Regions from separate parts of the Callithrix jacchus genome. Here region 2 is linked to region 1. Evidence: chromatin contacts called from public Hi-C data. All regions are on one chromosome and are shown on one strand. The core of a region is the stretch at or near the end of the contact, and the rest is flanking DNA. Distances in the headings are between cores, read along the strand shown.

What was found. A called contact is a pair of places that touch in the nucleus more often than the background predicts.
Region 2: a Hi-C map of skeletal muscle shows a contact between it and region 1, with 4 times the contacts expected there. The contact joins the promoter of PITPNM2 here to the promoter of ARL6IP4 in region 1. A contact is called at or near these places in 2 of 3 Hi-C or Micro-C datasets (both in skeletal muscle).

What each region holds. Positions count from the first base shown.
Region 1 is chr9:126,156,412-126,160,526 of calJac240_pri, reverse strand. It overlaps ARL6IP4 (ARF like GTPase 6 interacting protein 4), which reads right to left and starts at 1,568. Exons shown (of 6, transcript XM_078337618.1): 1 at 1,262-1,568; 2 at 995-1,132; 3 at 410-691; 4 at 215-332. The coding sequence starts at 1,121. It overlaps OGFOD2 (2-oxoglutarate and iron dependent oxygenase domain containing 2), which reads right to left. Exons shown (of 7, transcript XM_078337614.1): 5 at 3,676-3,803; 6 at 3,237-3,494; 7 at 2,203-3,164. The coding sequence starts at 3,714. The coding sequence ends at 2,901.
Region 2 is chr9:126,326,165-126,330,379 of calJac240_pri, reverse strand. It overlaps PITPNM2 (phosphatidylinositol transfer protein membrane associated 2), which reads left to right and starts at 1,401. Exons shown (of 27, transcript XM_078337577.1): 1 at 1,401-1,568.

The sequences.
Region 1 (4,115 bases), core at 319-2,818:
AGAGTGTTCTCCAGGCCCTTCCAGCCTCTGCAACTGTTTATTCTGGGCAACAGGGAAGAAGGGCTGAGACACACATCACACGTGTCTTTTTGCCAACACTTGGCTTTTTTCAAGCAGCAGCAACCCCGCCCCAGCCCCGCTCCTCCTGAGAGCACACATCTTAGGCCAACACTGCCAGACCCCGGGGTGTTAAGTCAGATCAAGGGCTCCCCACCTGGTGCGTCCCGTCTCAGGGTCCACCACCTTTCGGATGACACTCTGCCGGGCATCCCACTCCTCCTTGGTCATGGGCTTCATGGCCTGGATTCGGGACTTCTGCTCATCTGTCAGGACTGGAAGGGAAGATGGAGGTGGTGGTCAGGCCTCCAGGAGGGACCTTCTCCCTCTCAGGCTCTGGGCCGCACAGTACCTGGGCCATCCTCTTCCTCCCCAGCTGATCGGTGCCACTGGTCCAGTGAGGGACCCGGCAGAGCCTCCACCTGCTGTGCTTCCGCCTTCTCCTTGCCCTTCTTCTTCAGCTTCTTCCTCTTCTTCTTCTTCTTCCTCCTCCTCCTCTTGTCCCTGTGCTTCCCCCGCTTCTTCCGGCCACCACTGGAGGACGAGGAGGAGGACGAGGAGGAAGAAGAGCTAGAAGAACCGGAAGAAGAGGAGGAGCTGGATCGTGGTCTCCGGGCCTTGTGCTTGCTTCTCTCTGTGATGCAGGGAGAAGGTGAGGCTGGAAGGCTGGGAGGGGAAGAAGTAAACCTTCATCCCCTGCTCTGGCCTGGGTCAGGCCGTCTACAGGGTGAGCACCTCCTGCGGGGCTTTCCAGAGCAGAGATGGAGCTTCCCAGAGGAGTCCCTTCCCGGCTCCCGGGGCGCCCGGCCCAGCTGCACAGAGGCAAGACTGAGAGGCCACGACCCCGGCTAGCCCCGACTGGGAAGTGGCCACGCCTCCTCTCCCCAATGCCGGTGGTCCTCACCCTCCGCCCCAAGGGCCGCGCTGCCCTTGCAACCTTGGGATTCCGAGGCCGAGCAGTTCCTTGAGGTGTCCTTCCTGCTCTTCTTCTTTCTCTTTTCCGATCCCCGCCCCCGGGACCGGCTGCGACTCCTCGAGCGCTTGCGGGAGCCCACGTGAGCCATGGCGCTGCGGGCTGGCGATGGGAAGGACGCGCTTGAGCCAAGGCCCAGCAGGCCAGCCGCGGGCGGGCTCTAGCGGGGCCGGGGCCTCGCGACGCCGGGTACCCGTCACCACCCTGGGAAAATGCGCGACCCTCACTCACCCCCACCGCTGGGGACCCCGGCTTCTCCGCCGACTCCAGTTCCCTCAGCTGCGCCTATTAAGGGTCCGCCCCCACCCGGGCGCCCCACGCCTCCGCACCCGGCTCGGGGGCCCGTGGGAACTGGCCACTATCCGCCGCGAGTGGCGTCTGGGGCGCCTTCCCGCGCGCTCCTACCCTCTAGCCCTGCGTCCCACGTGGCCTCGCTGCCTCAAGGAGGCCCCCGAGGCTGCTCCACTCCCACCTCCGCCACCCTGCGGGGCCGTAGCGCCTGCCCTGCGTCTTCTAGAGAGGAAGCGGCGGCGAGAAGGCTTCCGGCCGGGGCGCTGCGCGGGAGGCTGTCCGGCCGGGAAGCGCGGCGCCACTGCCTTTCGTTCTGATGCCCCAGGTTCCCTTTCGGGCGCGCCCACCTCCTGCAGAGGTGAGCGTGGTCGCCGGCCCTCGGGCTCGGCAGCCCCTCACGTCTGTCTCTGCCGAAGCTTAGCCCGCTTCCAAGGCTGTCCTCTGGGCGCGCGCCCGCAGCACTCGGATCCCGGGTGCCATGGGAAGAAGTCGACCCTTGCGCGCGCCGCCCTCCTCCCGGCTGGTCCTGTCCTCTCCATCAAACTGCGAGCTCTGAGCTGAGGCGCCCTAGTCTTTCCGACGTACCCACCCAGTGATTCAGGGATAACAAACTCGTGTCCGTAGGGGCCAGAGAGATCTTGGCAGTGAGCCGCGGGCATGGACCACAGGCCCGTCCGGAGGGAAGCCGGGATTCCGCTCCATCTGATCCGTGCAACGTGGCATGGGGCCAGTGCCCCACCTTCCCAGGGAAACCAAACTCAAGACTGCAGTATGGAAGCCCCCTGGTTTTCAAATGTGCAACCCAAAGCGTCGCTGTGGCGTCATTCAATCTCGGGCCCCCAAGGTGTAATTCACAGTGACAGCTGAAACAAAGAGGGCTCTTTGCAAAGCACTTTATAAACGTCTGCGCATTTGACTCTCAGAACAGCTCTAGGAGGTAGGTGCTCTTCACATGAGGAAACCAAGGCACCAAAAGGTGAAGGCTCACCCAAAGCCACACAAAGTGTGGAAGTGGCATAAGCAGAATGGGAACCTGGGCAGCCTGGTTCCTGGCCCTGCCATTCACCCCTCTGCCATCTAGAAGATGCTACTGCTGGTCCACCCAAGTCCACTGAGGGTGCTGTCTCTGCTGCTGAGAATTCACAACTGTGCTGTCTGTGGAGGCTTCTCTTGGCCACTGGAAGCCACCCTGCCCTGGAGATAAGTGTCTGGGAAGTTACTCATCCCTCCCTCATCCAGGAGCCACTAACCAATGCTGTGGGTACACTGCAGAACTGTGGGCTCTGCCTGAAGCTCCCCGAGGGCCCAGCTGAGGCTGGACTTCCTCTGAAGCCACTTCCTTGCCCACCTGCTCCCTGCCCTCCCCTGCTTTCCTCACTCCCTTGCTGAAGCCTCATTCCAGACTCCGCTTCCAACAAACCTGAACTAAAGCAGCCTGTTTGCCCAGAGGATAACCCAGAATCTGGCACAGCCTTGGGCCAAGAAGTGCAGTAGGCTGCAGGGAGTTAATTTCTGCCACCAGCCCAAGGTGACGGAGCCCTCACCTGCCCTGCCACCCCCACACTGGGTCCAAGTAGGCTCAGGTGAGTGCACACACATCCACTGTGGCAGGCTCCTCTCGGGTGAAGCCATCACCGAAGCCCTCGTCGTCCACCAGATCAGGCTTACGGCAGCACATGGGACAGAGGCGGTTGCGCACAGAAGATGCGCGGAGCCAGATGACAAGGTTCCAGCGCTCACCAGTGGCCAAGGGCCGGGCCCCATGCAGCTGGCCGCCCCGGTGCAGGATGCCCTGGCCTACCACGTGCTCAACCTCCAGGGGCTCCGTCAGGGCTGTGGGTGCCTGCAGATGGCATGGCTCAGGCCTGGGCCCTCACAGCTGCCCCAGGCGCTGCCCCATGGGACACACACTCACCTGGAAGAAGCCCCCGAAATACAGGGTGCCCCCTGTGAAGACCTTGCCCAGGGCCACATTGAGAGTGAGCTCAGCATTATCATAGTGGCAGCCTAGCTCCAGATCCTGGCCCAGTGCGTATTTGACCACAAAAGCCCGGTGGCTGTCGAGCTGGCCCCCTCCACAGTCGGGGTACAGCAGGGCCATCAGCGGCTGCAGGAAGCGCTCCCGAAGTGGGGTCACCAGCGGCTCGTCCAGCCCAAGCTCGTGCAGCAGCACCTGGGAGGGGATTCCTGGGGTCAGGAAAACTGGGAGGCTGCAACCCTGGGGCTCCACTCTGCCTCAATCCCACTGTGACCTTATTTCGCAGCCTGGGCAGGCAGCCCATCTGCAGCACCTCCCACACTGCCTCCTGACTGCAGCTGCCCCTCCTCTGGCCCAGTGGCCAGGCCTTACCCACCCCATAGTTGTTCATGGTGTTGGGCCTCCCCTTGGGCATGTCAGACTGCTCGAAGTGCTCCAGCTCCTCCAGCAGGGCCTGGCAGAAGGGCGCTGAGAACACTGGCACCCGGTAGATGCGCTTCTCCTCTGTGGAAGGAGGGATGGTCTGTTGGCCTGAATGCTGCCATGGGCTGGCCAGGCCTGGGCCTCAGTCTTCCTGTGAGCCGTGTGAGTCTCGGTGTCTGTTCACTGCCTACAGCCTCAGTTTCATCACCTGTGCCATGGGGATGAGGCTCTCGCTTCTCAGGGTTGTTGTGATTACCAAAGGAAGTAAGGTGAGGAACAGGGGAGGCCAACTCCTGCGCTCCACACTCATGCCTGGAACCTCTCCCCAGACTCCACAAGTGTCCACAGGGCTGGCTCCCAGAGCACACAGATGGGTCCTGAGGCCCAGAGAGG
Region 2 (4,215 bases), core at 152-2,651, 170 kb before region 1:
GTTCTGTTTTCCTAAAAGTTATTGCCAGTATCCTCCAAATAATTGCCCCTTCTAAAGGTGATGGTCTGTGAGCAGAACCACACATAGGAAGTGCCTCCCAGTGGGCATTAGGAGATGTACGTGGAGCCTAGGACTTAGTCTGTGATAGCCAACCAGAAAGTGTCCCCTTCTAACCCAGAAAAGCCACGTGCTTTGCTGGATGGTGTTTGAATTCTGAACTTTGCACCTACATATGTAGTAAAAGCAGGCACTTGTCACTTTAATTTTAAGAGATCTCAGAAGTTTTTGCTGGATTTCAGTGTGTCACTTGTGCTATGAGTCTTTAAGAAGCTTTAAAAAATAAATGCATACCTGTAGCCTTTTAGGATTCATACAGGTAGATTATATTTACCTGTCATGAGGGACAGGTAAATGGCTGACAGTTTCAGGTTTGATTAAACCCACTATATTGCACAAATTTTGCTGGAAATAGTTTCCTGCCCTGCCAAGAGTTCTGTGGTAGTTTGATAATAAACTACCCCAGTATTCTTAGGAGCTGTGTGAGTTACCAAGTCTTTTCTGCCTGATTTGTGCTTTATTTCCATAGACCCCTCAGATATGTGAGGAATAAAGCCATAAATGTGCATTTGCTGGACATTATATACCATGTCATCTCTAGGACTACAGATTTCAAGGATAATTTTTCCTCACATCTAACAATTTCACTGTAACAGTGACCAATAATGTGAAACATGTGCTTTTCACCGTGCTGCTGGTGGGTAGACAAGCGCTTGCTGCAGTCGTCTCTGAATCTAGGCAGATCCTAGAGTCACCAGGCTGTGAGCTCCGCGGGAGCAGGGACCATCTCTCTCTCTTGCACCATAGGCACTCAATAAATACTCGAGGCTGTAAACTGGCGTGTGGCCTTCGTGTGTTTATTCCCGCTGGCTGGCTGCGGGAGCAGGTTGGTTGTGATGTGAAGTCCCAGGCATAGAGAGGTCCTCGAGTTACGGATTAAGGGGTGTCTATCCAGGAGCACAGTTCCCTCTGTGGGCTCCGCAGATCTTTCTGGATGGATCCTAGGGTACCTCTTAGTGGCGGGAAAGAGTTGAGGGGTTCAAGGTGATGATGGGACGCCTTGGCCCGCCTCGGCGTGGTCATGGTCAGGGGCATCTGGAGGCGAGTCGGGAACGATGGCTTTCCTGGCCTGTGCCGCTGGGTTCTGCCATGACCCCAGGAGGTGAGCAGCCGCCAGGGGCTCGGCCTCCGGCTCCATCTGGGGGCATCTCCGCCGACTTAATTTTAGCTTGTCCTCGCCCCTCCAGGGGAGCACTGCAGTCTCCTCTGCCTTATAAGGTGATAGTAGGGATGGGTCTCCCATCACTAAGTTTTAGGTGTGCCCTGTTTAGTTCCATGACTTCAGATTTTGCCAGACAAGTCCACCCTGGCTGAACCTAACAAACACCTCATGTTTCTAAGGAATGTCACCAGGCGCCCTCCCGGTGCTCTGGTGTTCACATTAGAGAGCCCTGTCGTGCCGGATCTTCGGGATGAAGCTGTTCGTGACTCTATTCCAGCTCCTCCCTGAGGTGGGGACCGAGGTGGCTGCGCTCCCGGCTCTGCCGTTCCCTGGGCCGCGGCCCCGGGTTCCTGAGGGGAGAGCGCGGACCCGGCGTGTGGCGAGCATTACGCCTGGGGCTGGGCTTCGGTGAGCTGCCCGCCGCGCTCTGCCCCCTGGTTTGCCATTTCACTCCTAAGAAACTTCATTTTTTAAAATGAGGCTGTTTTAAGAGTCACAGTGACCTCAAGTCGGCCGGTTCCCGCCTCCGAGTGCGCTCGGCTGCTGCGGACGGTGGGCGAAGAGCCGGGGTGGGGACCCGCGCCGCCGCCCCCGAGTCCAGTCCCGGGGCCTGCGGACACGGGCGAGCCGGGGAGGAGCGGGGGCGCCGCGGCGGGGCTGAAGAGCCAGGCGGGCTGCCCGAATCGGAGAGGTTTCTTCCGGCGGAGGCGGCGGGGCCGGGCCGGGACTCCGCAGGGACGCGCGCCCGCCGCCGCCGCCGCCGCCGCTCCCCCGCGCGGCCTGAGGAGGCGCCGCCGCCACTGAGGGAATGCGAGCCCGGCCCGGCGCGCGCGGGCAGCAGCGGCAGCTGGGGCGCGCGGGGTACGGCGGCGCCGCGGCGTAGAGCTGTCCAGCCGGCCCCGGCAGCCCGCCCGCTCGGCGCTTCCTCCTCAGCCCGCGGCCGCCTCAGCGAGAGCCGCCTGTCAGCACGTGCGCCGCCGCCGCCGCCCGCCCGCGACGCCCGGGAGCAATGCCCGCCCGGGCCCTGCCGCTCGCCCGGGGCCAGCAGGCGGCGGGGGCGCGCGGGGCGCAGCCGGCCGGGCCGGGGCCGCGGGGCGGGCGCTCCCCGTGAAGCGGCGTAAGGTGGCGGCGGCCCATCCCGGGCCGAAGAGGACGGAGCCCGCAGCCGAGCCGAGCGGGGTGAGTGAGTCCGGGCAGCCGCTCCCCAGGCCCGCGGGCGAGTCCCGCAGTGCCGGGCGCCGGCCGGGGACCTGGGGACCTGGGGCGGCGGCTCGCGGAGAGGCCCCGGCCCGCTGGCCCGCGGAGCCGCCGAGGCGGGAGGGAAGAGCGGAGACCCGGGCAGGGAGGAGGGTGTGGCGTGCGGGAACCCCGCTCCGGAGACCGTCCGAGCCTGGTCTCAGTGAGTCGCCCGCCCCGGATTCGTCCCCGAAACGCTGATTTCCGAATTTCCGTCGGTCGTGGCCGCGTGGGGGACCCCCGCCAGGGACAAGTGTCACAGCGGTCGGGGGCAGGCACGTACAGTGCTGGTGCCCGGGCGAGGAAGGGGCTGTCGGGAGGAAGCGGAGGTGAGCCCCGGGCCCGCCTTCTCTGCTTCCCGCCTCTGCCGGACGTCTCCAGGCCCGGGCTGTGGCCGCAGCGGGTCGGGGGCCCAAGGTCGGGGTGTGGCCCGTCTCCATCCTCAGTGCCCTTTCCTGTTGTAATGGGGTGCCGGCTCTGTCTTCTTCCCACCCCGCCGCCTTTCTTATCCGTGGCAGGGCTGATGGGGGGCTTGGGGAGAAGGAAAGTTCAGTGTCCCCCGCCCCAGTGTGCACTGACTCCCCCCAAGAAATCCCAAACGGCCATTCCAGGTGAACACAGCCCGTGCAGGGCAAATGTCATTTCAAGGCAAGCCCTCCAGCCTTTTCCCACTTCCGTCGACTTCCTCCTGCAGAGACATCCCGCACTTCTCTCCCTCCCTCTGAAGTGTGGGCTGGGCACCTCTCCAAACACCCCGGCACACCTGCCTCCCCCACCCAGAGTCTGGATTCTTCAAAGGAGACCTCACTGGAAGATCTGTCTTTGTCCACGACCAGCTCTCTCCCCGGCCCCCATCTGGGAGTCACCAGAGCTGCTAGGATAGACGCCCGCCTACTTCTGGAGGGGAGACAGCAAGTGTTCCCCTTCGTCTGAATCTCCCCTAACACACATCCCCCAGACTCCTCTCGGCTCTGAATTCCCACTACCTGTTATCTGTATCTCCTGTGTGACTCTTACCACCGTCTGCCTTATTTAATAGTTACTTTTCCATCTGCCTTATCTCCCCTGCCGGACGGTGGACTCCTGGGCTGGAGTTGATTCATCTCTGGTCCCCTGCCCTGGTCAGTGTCTCCGTGGAGCAGAAGCCCCCTTCAAGGCTTGTCTCCAGGACCCTAGCTTGTCTGATTCGTAGACTGTTGCTGTTAAATTATTTTCCTTCCATGAGGAGACTGTATTCTGTGGTTGGAATGAACTTCCAGCCCTCTCCCACTGCAGAAAGAAACACAATGGGTTAGGAAGGGCTGTTTTTCTTGTAAGGAGTGGCTTGCCAAGTGAACAAGACAGTACATCCTCTGCTGTGAAGATGGCCAGACACAGACTCGAGGTTCTCTGGGTGGTGAGTGTTGAATGGGCCGTTCTCTCTCCTGGCCTTCCCCAGCTGCTCACGGGTGGGAGGCAGTAGGGGAGAGAAGCGGACTTCTGGAGTCAAGAGACTGGTGTTCCAGGGTTAGCTTTTCCCGTAACTTGCTACAGGAGCTTAACTGAGTCACTTGGTTTCTCTTGGTTGTGGTTGCACCTTATGAAAGCTGAAAGAGAATTCCTCTGTGTATCTAAGGCCCCTTGGGATCTGAGTCCTGTCTACCTTTTCTGCCTCCTTTTATACCATTTTATTCATATTTTCAGGCTACCTAGAGGCTTTC